2 separate regions of the Sus scrofa genome follow, and region 2 is linked to region 1. The links are chromatin contacts, called in public Hi-C maps. All regions are on one chromosome and are shown on one strand. Each heading gives the region's core, a stretch centred on a gene start, on an enhancer-like site or on the middle of the called end of the contact. The rest is flanking DNA. Distances are from core to core; before and after follow the strand shown. Region 1 has its middle 23 kb from the start of NEK2. Region 2 has its middle 17 kb from the start of SLC30A1.

What was found. Hi-C and Micro-C count contacts between places; a contact is called where the count stands out from the background.
Region 2: a contact with region 1 is called in a Hi-C map of liver, with 2.6 times the contacts expected there. The contact joins two enhancer-like sites. A contact is called at or near these places in 5 of 47 Hi-C or Micro-C datasets (embryonic fibroblasts, fetal heart ventricle, liver and 1 more).

What each region holds. Positions count from the first base shown.
Region 1 is chr9:131,567,100-131,572,354 of Sscrofa11.1, forward strand. No RefSeq gene overlaps it. Among named protein-coding and RNA genes, the nearest start is that of NEK2, 23 kb to the left of the region's middle. Within about 2 kb of position 2,617, at least 11 of the 83 cell types and tissues checked have an H3K27ac peak or open chromatin away from gene starts, as enhancers often do. A contact at or near this core is called in liver, where this site is marked.
Region 2 is chr9:131,647,811-131,653,065 of Sscrofa11.1, forward strand. No RefSeq gene overlaps it. Among named protein-coding and RNA genes, the nearest start is that of SLC30A1, 17 kb to the left of the region's middle. Within about 2 kb of position 3,296, at least 20 of the 83 cell types and tissues checked have an H3K27ac peak or open chromatin away from gene starts, as enhancers often do. A contact at or near this core is called in liver, where this site is marked.

The DNA of each region.
Region 1 (5,255 bases), core at 1,367-3,866:
TTTGTGTATCTGAGTATGTGTATTTATTTACTTATTTATTTATAGAATATTTATTTATTTTTTGAATAGAATATATGACACTTTTTACTGTTTGTCTCCTCCCCATTAGCATAAAACTCTATGAGGCAGGGATTTTTTTTCTCTTGTTTTCCGCAATTTCCTCATGCAAAGGACAACACCAGACCCATAAGTAGCTGCTTGATAAATACACGTTGAATAATGATATGAAAATTACTTATCCTACTGTTACTTCAGAAAATTTCAGAGTTCCCATTGTGGCTCAGTGGAAACAAATCCCCAGTGTCCATGAGGACGTGGGTTCGATCCCTGGCCTCGCTCAGTGGGTCAAGGATCTGGTGTGGCTGTGAGCTGTGGTGTAGGTCACAGACGCAGCTTGGATCCCTAGTTGCTGTGGCTCTGGCGTAGGCCAGTGGCTACAGCTTTGATTTGACGCCTAGGTGTGGCCCTAAAAAGCCAAAAAAAAAAAAAAAAAAGGAAAACTTCTAACTTTCTTTTGTCAGGTTTTATATGCAGAAGTACAATATTTAAAAATCCTCATAGTTCAAACCCCTCATGCAAGAAAGCATTTTAAAATGGGCCCCAGAGTCAGTTGGGGTTTCCTGATATTCAGGAAATAAAGTATCATCAACTTACATTTTATTACTGTAACGCTAATATCAATAACAACAAACATTTAAGGAATGCCACTACTTGCTCAGCACTTCAGGAATAGTCTCTTACTTGGTTCTCATGAGACAAACTCTGAGGTGGCTCGTGGTGTCAGTTCTGTCTGACAGGTAAGAGCGGCTAAGCCGCAGCGCGTTCTCTGTGGGTCCCCAGTTGCTGCATCATCTGCTCCCCTCCACGTCCACGTGCTCTCCCGACGGGCGCAGCAGGTGGGATGTGAAATGGAGGTGACCGCTTTCCAGTGTGTGTATTTAAAATACATTCCCACGTAGGATCTTAAAACATGTGTTGCTTTTTGATTTTTATTATTATTTTTTAACAATAATCCTTTCCTTTTGATGCATATAAATTCTCTTCACTCTTTTCTAAATAGCTGTTTGGGGTTGTCTTTTGCATTTATCCTAAATTCTTTCTGGGAAGGCAGCCTTACCTTGAGTCTTTGAGGAAAATGTCTTTCCCAGGGTTCTCAGCGTGTGGGGAGCACAGCCCTGTCTCAGAAACTCAGGTCCTTGAGGGCCAGGTGGGCACACACCTTTGAGACACTGATTCCTACAAAGCAGTTCGACTGCTCCAGCCACAGCATCACTGACCCCATCTTGGCCCTAGCTCATGGTGACTGGTCCCTGAGCTAGGATGGACTGGTCGGTCACCCAGAGCAGAGAGCCATGCAGGAGCCAGTTGGGGATCCGTCCCCACCAGCACCCTGAGCCATGCAGGAGAGCTACTAATCCTAGGGCCTCTTTGCTGGGAGCACTGGGAGGGGCGACGTGGCTCATCAGAGTTGAACTTCAAATTCACTGAGTATTTACCCCAAACCAGTCCATTAGTCAATTAATTAGCCTACTGAAGGTGTCTCTCACTACCCTACCAGGTGGCGACGCTACAGTATTTGTTGATTTGTTATAGGAAATAGAAGCAGCAGCTTCGCTCATCTGGGCCAAGTGTATGCATTTTTTTTTTTTTTTTTTTTTTTTGGGTGCTCCTGAAGCATGTGGAAGTTCCTGGGCCAGGGATGGAACCTGTGCCACAACAATGACCTGGGCCCCAGCGGTGGCAATGCTGGATCCTTAACCCACTGCACCATAAGGGAACTTCCTATACATTTTTTAAAGCTGGCATAACGAAGATAACCTGTAATGCTGATCAGTAAAGCTCTTGCTTCTATTTAAGAGAGCGCTCACACAGGCAGCTTCTTCGTGGGGTTGGTCCCTGGGAGGAGGGAGCAGCCACTTTTATTGAGAAAGAGGTTCCTGGTTGGAGTTCCCACTGTGGCTCAGTGGGCTAAGACCCTGTCTAGTGCCCATGAGGATGTGGGCCCGCCTTAGTGGGTTAAAGCATCCAGCATTGCCGTGGTGCAGATCACAGATGCGGCTGGGATATGGCGTTGCTGTGGCTGTGGCATAGGCTGGCAGCTGCTGCTCTGATTTGACCTCTAGCCTGGGAACCTCCATATGTCGTGGGTGTGGCCCTAAAAAGACAAAAAAAAAAAAAAGGTTCCTAGTGACATGCTCTTTTGCCCTCCTCCTGTGCCCTCCCCACCCCCCCATACTCACACACCCACTCTCTTTCTCATACACACACACACTCACTCACACCCATAGGCTGATCTGTTTAGAGCCCAGAGTTCAAGCGGGGCCACGAGGTCAAGGGGCATCAGCTGCTGGGAGCAGGAGGACAACTTGGCAAGCCTTTAAAGTCTCTCGTAAGGCTTCAGGTTTTATTATTTCATTCTGCAGAGTTTTTCAACTATGAATCCACTTACATGGAGTGTAGCCCCTCCTTTTACAGAAGGGTTCCCCAGGGGTCCGAGAGGAGGCCTGGCCCGTGGTCATGCAGGCCCAGGGCTCGTGTGATGGCCCGTCCTGCGCCCAAGCCACGCTGGGGAAGGCCTCTCGAAGGCTCCTGGCTGCCTGCCTCCAGCCTGCAGGAAAGGATGAATGATTAATTTTTACAACTGCCCAAGAAGTGATATCTGTGAACCAGGAACCCTGACACTTCTCCAACATCCAGCTACTTAATCGTGGTTTTTCACTGGGTCAGCACAGCCATCCCGCAACCTGAAGGGCATCAAGGCCTTTACCAGCCAGCCCCAGGAACGAAGGCCAAGTTCACTGGGGGCCGGGGTGGCCTGGGAGCGGACACTGCTCTCTGAAAAACTCAGAGGCCCATTGTAACTCAACTATACACCAATGTAAAATAAAAATGAAACTTAAAAAAAGCAAAAAGAAACATAAAATTAAAAATAAATAAAAGAAACTCAGATTCCTTCACCGCACAGCAGAGCAGGGCCTCATCCTGCTCCCTTTCCTGGCATGAACTGTGCCTTACCTTTGTCTTCCGGAGCTGCAGTTCTCAAAGCACTTTTTCAAACGCAAGCTCAGTTGGTTCCCAGACACAGCTATTGTTGGATGGCGCAGCTAATTGTTCTCCAGGAGAACCTAAAGATTCCAAGAGGGAAGTGACTCACTCAAGGTCACAAAGGCTCAAGCGCTTCTGTCTTCGGCACCACCCACCTGGAGGAATTCATGGCTGGACCAACCTTTTATTTACCTGCTTATTTTCGGCAGTGCCTGAGGTCCGTGGAAGTTCCCGGGGCCAGGGATCAAACCCACACCACAGCAGTGACCTGAGCTGCAGCAATGACAACGCTGCGTTCTTAACCCCCTGCATGACTAGGGAACTCCCTGGACCAACCTTTCAATGCAGGATGTGTTTAGGGTCTTTGGATGTCTTTGGGGTTGTCCATGAATCCTCAGGTAGTACTGGCAGTGTTCGGGCATCTTGCTGTATGAAAGTCCAGTCTTCATCAAACTCTCTCTGACCCCAGACAGTAAGAAAAGAAGCATCTAAAACCCCTCTGTGCTGCTGCCTGCAGCTGTACCCACAGGAGGAAACCTCATCTCGCTGGGCCATGGGGTTCCCTGCGCACAGCCACGGTCAGGAGCTGGGCCAGGCTGGGGACTGTGCCGTCCCCAGATGTTTAGCTGCCCTTGAATCTGGGACCGTCTGGGCAGCAAACACCTTGCTAGAAGACCTGTAACACAAAAGAGCCCATTTACACAAGCCACACCAATGTGCAAATCTCGCGGGAAGTGCGCGACCCTCAGAATAAAAATCTGCCAAACTATATCAAGGGATGTTAAACACACAGTAAGACATGATATGTTGAGAGCTCTTAATATTGTAAAGGCCATTTGCCCGAATGTATAAGTCTAATAAAATTATCGGGAGTTTTTTTGTGTTTTAAATCGGACACAATGAATTTACATGGAACAATTCACCTGGAAATATAAACATATAAGTGGAGTCATGAAATTTGGGCGAAGAAAAGAGCAGTGTGGCTGTCGGTTCACAGGTATTAAAACACCTTATGATGCTTCAGAGAAGAATGCAGAGAGGGATGGAGGGACAGGCAGCTCAAGGGCAACAAAGAGAAACTCAGGAATAGACCCTGCGTGTTAGAGGAACTTAGTCATCTATGATGGATGCGATGTCCAAATCAATGGGGAACTGATTGATTTAGGAAATGATGTTTAAATAATATGGGGCAGAAACTAAATCCCCACCTCATCCCATGTGCCAGGGATGAGGTGGGGATAAATCCAGAATCTCCATTTCTTTATAGTAAAAAGGGAATATGGTTCCTGCCTCATAACATAATTGTAGGGCATGTAACACAATGGGTGTCAGGTGTCCTCCTAGAACCCTCCCGATAAATGCTAGCTAATATTGTTAATAGTGTTATCATTCATCCCGATGGATTATGGTCCAAACAAGTAATGACAAATTCATAAGCTTACTGAAAGCTCAGGTGAAATTTCCCTGATCTCAGGCGGCAATGGTTTTCACAGAAGCAAAGGAAGAAACCAGCCAAGGCAGGATGCACCAGGAGCCTTAGAAGCTTCTTACTTTGTGACTCAGCCATTCTACCACTAGAAGTTTTATCTTAAGTATGTGCTCAGATCAATGTGTGAAGACAGTTGTTAAACACTTTTTATAAGAGCAAAAAGTGGGAACGACCTAAACGTCAGAAAAGGAAAGGTTAACAAAACTTGTTCAAGGACGTGATGGAAGACTATGCAGCCATTAAAAAGTTTTAAATTATTTTAGTGAGCACGGATTGATTGATTGGGGGAAATGCTTAGGTTAGAAGGCTACCGGTGACCCAAAGTAGTATATAGAGTATGAGAGTTTGAACACACCAAACTGTCCACCCAAGCAGACACCTCTGTGATGGGAATAACGGGAGCCTTTTTCCCCTTGTTCTTTGCACATTCGTTATACTAACAACTGCTTCTTTTATGATTCTACCCCATTTCATAGGGGTTTTAACATCAGTTTTACAATTTAAAAAAATTGGGCCTTGCCAGATCATTCGTGCTTGCAAAAGTTATTTACTGAGAGAGATTTTACAAAAGATACTTCTTCACCTTTGCATCTCCACCTGGGGTAAGGTGGGGGATTCTGCTTATTAGTCATTGGTCATTACAGGAACATGTCCACGATTTACTTGAATAATCTTCCTCTAGATGCTCCTTTTATTGTAAGGCAAATTCAAACGAAGTAGG
Region 2 (5,255 bases), core at 2,046-4,545, 81 kb after region 1:
CAGATTCATTTCCGCTGCGCCATGACAGGCAGGAACTCCATAATCCCACTCTTGGCTCTTGGGTTTATACCCGTCTCTTCAATTGTCACATTTTTTCACTCTCTTTTTCGAAATCCTCAGCCTTTTTTTTTTTTTCTTCAGGTAACTTCTGTAACAAGCACTACCTGCAGGATAGAGAAGTATCTGGAGGGCAAACAGGTGTTTACCTAGTGATCTCGGCTCGGGCTGCTTTGCGGAGAGAGCGTGGGGGAGGAGGAAAGCTCAGAACAAGAGCAACAACCCCAACAATTCGTGTGGGCTGTGCTGAGGATGTGCAGGAGGTGTTTTCATCAACAATGCGGCCAGTCAGGCCGGTGGGTGTTTGGGGGTGTGCGCTCTGCCCTCTGGTTGATGGGGAGCCTGGTGCTCACTTCTCCTGAAGGCAGAGTCTGGACCTGATAGCTCTGAGGCCTGTCCAGCTGAGATCTGGGGATTTTCTGAGAAATCCTTTTAAGGACATAAGGTATGGCAGAGCGGAAAGAGTCCTGGATGTACTTGTCGGCTGCACTCAGCCAGCAGGCCTGGCCTACCACCTGCAGGTCCAGAGGAGCAGATTCAAGGGACTCAGTGATGTCTGCTTCCCCCCAACCCCTTTCCCCCTTCCTCCTCCTCCTCCTGCTTATTCTTCATCAATGCATACTATAATTTTTACTTTTTTTTTTTTTTTTTTAAACTGAACTGTTGGAGAACCTCTGAGTGTGCTGGCTGTGAGCACGCCTGAGACCTGGTGTGCAAAGCCCTGATGCTCAGGCATTTTTACCGAACACCACTGGCTGCCGTGAGGGCTTTGGCTGCCTTAGGGTTCTCAGTTGTGTTTTTCCTCACTGCATTATAACTTAGACACAAGTCACAGAAGAAACATCTATTTGAAATATAAGCGAATGAGCAGCAAAATTGAATGATTCTTCAGATTTGCTTCAAGATTGCTTCCCCATGGAGGTCCCGTCGTGGCTCAGTGGTTAATGAATCCAACTAGGAACCATGGGGTTGCGGGTTCGATTCCCGGCCTCACTAGGTGGGTTAAGGATCTGGCGTTGCTGTGAGCTGTGGTGTAGATTGCAGATGTGGCTCAGATCCCGAGTGGCTGTGTCTGTGGCTGTGGTGTAGGCCAGCGGCTGCATCTCCGATTAGACCCCTAGCCTGGGAACCTCCATATGCTGCGGGTGCAGCCCTAGAAAAGATAAAAAGGAAAAAAAAAATGCTTCCCCAGATTCCAATGTCACGTTCATTTGATAACTGTTATGTAATGGGGCATTCGAATGTCTACACTCCTCCAAGATCCAGGGTACAAAAGAGGAAGGATGGTGCTGATTCTCTCCCATGTGGTTTTTCATTTATTAGAAGTCAAGGCTGCTTTTGCCCACAGTGCGGGATTTGTGGAGAAGGGCTTGTAGAGAGCGACCTAAAACCTTCTCTCTTACCTCATCATTCAAAGCGAAATGCAAGCATTTTGCATGTTTTTTTAAAAAAAGCAACACTCATTTCATTACGTATATAAATTAGGTCCTGAAAGTACTTTTTTCCTATTTTTCTATTTTGAACCCATGGTGATGCATCAACTTATATTTTAAAACTCTATGTATAAATGTAAATACGTGTCTATAAATATTTTTTCTTTTATTTTTGTCTTTTTAAGGCCATACCCAAGGCATATGGAAGTTCCCAGGCTAGGAGAAGCTGCAGCTGCTGGCCTACACCACAGCCACAGCAATGTGGGATCCGAGCTGTGTCTGTAACCTACATCATAGCTCATGGCAACGCTGGATCCTTAACCCACTGAGCGAGGCCAGGGACTGAACCTGCGCCCTCATGGACACTAGCTGGGTTGTTGCCACTGAGCCATGACAGGAACTCCTACAAACATTTCTTCTTGCCTAAATAAATACATGTCCATTGAGCAACTCATGCCACTTATTAAACAACAGGAGGCTGAATTGTGAGATCACAGTTAAAAGGAGCTTAGAGAACAATTTAAGTGATATGTTGACCTAAAGTAAAAATATCATTTCCTGATTTATCACTTATTTTATGCAAAAGTGACAAAGTATGAGGGGGTCTGGAGCTGAAGAAGATCCTGGTGGGATGGAGGCAGGGGGTGGCGTGTGTGGCAGTGGTAAGACTATTCTTGAATGTGAATGACAAGGCGAGTCACCAGGCTGGGGAGGGCAAAGGGGTGGGGGCCGTCCCTTGGCTCCTGGCTGTCCCTGGCTGTCCCTGCCCTGTGTCAGCGGCAGGGGCAATGTGTTGACATTGCTGCTCAGGAGCAACTCTTCTGAGACCTTGGGTGGAAGAGAAGTAAAGGGACATGGGGGCACCTGTTCTCCAGCAGGGCCTGGCATTTTCTGCGCACAAACCCGCACCACAGCTCATGGGGCAACACCAAATTCCTGACCCACGGATGGAGGCCAGGGATCGAACCCTCATCCTCACGGTTACTAGTCAGATTTGTTTCTACCGTGTCACAACGGGAACTCCCTAGATTAATTATTAAGCTAGGGTGAATGTTCATCTAGACTAAGCCTGGATTCACATCTGGGCCTCTGAAACACTCAACGTTCCCCTCAATGCCACACCAGATTTCCCTGAGGTCTCTGAATCACAGATTGATTTCATTCAGCAAATATTAACTGAGTGCCTGTCATGCAGAAGGCACTGTCCTCGGGGCTCGGGATGGGAGTGAACACAGCCACAGATTCCAGCCCCCGTGAAGCTTACGTTCTAGGAGAGACAAGATAAAGACGTAAGATGTATATCAGATTAAATTCTAGGGAGAAAGAGACAGAGCAGGGAGGAGGGCCTGGAGAAGGAGGATCTATTTGCGTCTGTCCTGGAGGGGAGGGTTTTCCTTGATATTTTAGACAGAAAGGCCAGGAAAGCCTGAATGGATGAAAAAGATATTGGAGTGGTGAGCTAAGAGGGTGGGGAAGCAAAGCCCCCTGGAGAAGAGGCTTCCAGGCAGAGGGAAGAGCGAGGCAGGAGCCCCAAGGTGGGTGCTGGCCAGCACCCCCCTCCCCGGGAGGGGGAACAGAAACGATGCCGCTGGGGAAGGGCTGTGTTCCAGGAAACAATTTCTTTATTCTTTGATCAGCCTGGAAATGAGATTTCTTCCCCAAAGGAGGTTTTACTAATACTCGGATTTCCCTTTAATCAGTCACCAGCCCCTGGTTGGGTTTGTAGCAACCCCCTAGGAGCAGGGCTGGCCTAGTGGTGTTCTGATTTGTTGTGTAACAGCAGTGACTGCCTCGATGACTCAGCAAGGTTCCGTGCATGAAAGTCAACCCAGTGGATGACAGGCTCCCAGGCCCCTTGGATCCTCCACGGGGTCAAGAAGGGGCCACTTCTCCAAGCCTGACTTTGATGTCATCTTGCTGCCTGGACTCCTGGAGCCTTAAGCAAGTGCTTTACCCCCAAAGTAGGGATCTTCCAGCTTGGTTTTGCCCCTCTGGACAAAAGAGCCTGCGGAAGGCATCGGGCGAGAACATGGACTTTGAAGCCAGAGAATTGGTTTAAGTGCTCAGTCTGGCATTTACGAGTTATGTAACTTGGAGCAAGTTATTAACCTGCAAAATGAGGACATTGGTTTTTCCGTCTTAGGAGACTGAGTTCAAGTGCACTGATATAGGGAGCCTGCCTAGCACAGTACTAGCACTTAGAAGCTCAATATATGGCCACCATCATTATTTTTATATTTTCGAGCACTCCCATGCCAGCAGAACAGCCACCCCACCTCTCTGTCCAATTCTTAATCCTTATCCCAAGATTCATGAGATCGTGGTTCCCTAACATCAGAACTGCAACTGAAAATGGGTGTCTCGATTCCCACAGGCATTGGAGGAACTGGGGGGTGGAGCCAAATCAGAAAAGCCAGGTAAATTCAAATTTAATCAATGTCTGATTACCTGCCCCCCTTCCTTTTTTTTTTTTGCTTTTGAGGGCTGCACTCTCGGCATATGGAAGGTCCCGAGCTAGGGGTCAAATCAGAGCTGCAGCTGCCCACCTATGCCACAGCCACAGCAACACAGGATCCGAGCCTCATCTGCAACCTATACCACAGCTCACAGCAATGCCAATTCTTAACCCACTGAACGAGGCCAGGGATCCAACCCACATCCTCATGGATATTAGTTGGGTTCTTAACCTGCTGAGCCACAACGGGAACTCCTCTCTTTCCTGATACAGAAAGAGGTGGGTGTCTTTCCCATTTGACCTTAGAACTTGGTACTCTCCTGGTGCCATTGCTTAGGCTTATCACTTGCAGATGGATTCTGGTGAATGGAAACTTGTTCTGCACGTGGCAAGATAGATCCCTAGTTCAATAATAATCTACCTTGCGTGTGTTTTCAGAAAGTAGATTCATGATCCCCTGTGTGTGTGTTTTGGTTTGCTAAATCAGATTTGTCATTTTTTCATAGGTATTTGTGTGTGTGTGTTTGTAGAATCATTTATTTCCTATCAAATTTAAATACATCTGTGGATAGCCATGGAGTCATAAACTCCAAGGCTTTTAGAGTTTTACTTTCCCTAGATTTGTGGGCTTTGCAGGAGGCAGAGCGATGGTCATTGTCCTGGCATTAAACTTTTCTTGAGGAAAACCCGCTGGGGGCAATGGAGATTACTGAGTTAATGCTGATCACAAGCAAGTGAAGTCCTTTGAAGACGAAGGCCCTGCACTCCAGCTGCCCTCCCTCCGTCCTAAGGCTTCTCTGGTCCGTGTGGCCAATGCAATCTACTCAACTCTGGGGTTAAAAAAATAAAGTTAAATTACACAATTTATACCCAGATGCATTCTCCTGGTCAACAATGCCATACTGACAAGGCTCAGGGAATTTCCACCTATTTCTTTTTAGGACTTTTAAAGAAAATTAAGGATTTTGATTTTATTGGAGGTTTTTTATTCTATTGTTATGATCACATGGTTTTGTTCTTTAATCTAATTGCCATCCCCCTATGATCCTCAATTTGGTATTTTCCTAGTCCAGTCCTTTTGTGATGTACATATATATACAAATACTTATATATTAATATATAAATACCTCTGTAGATGTGCATATATGGGTATTAAATTAACATGAGCATTGTATTAATGTAGGTATCCAAGCCTTTTGCATATGTGTATATATATAATTATATGTGTACATATATATTCCTTTATATAATTAATACCTATTATTAGTTTAGCAGGATTGTTTTCGTTGGAGGGTGTTTCCCAACTGAAT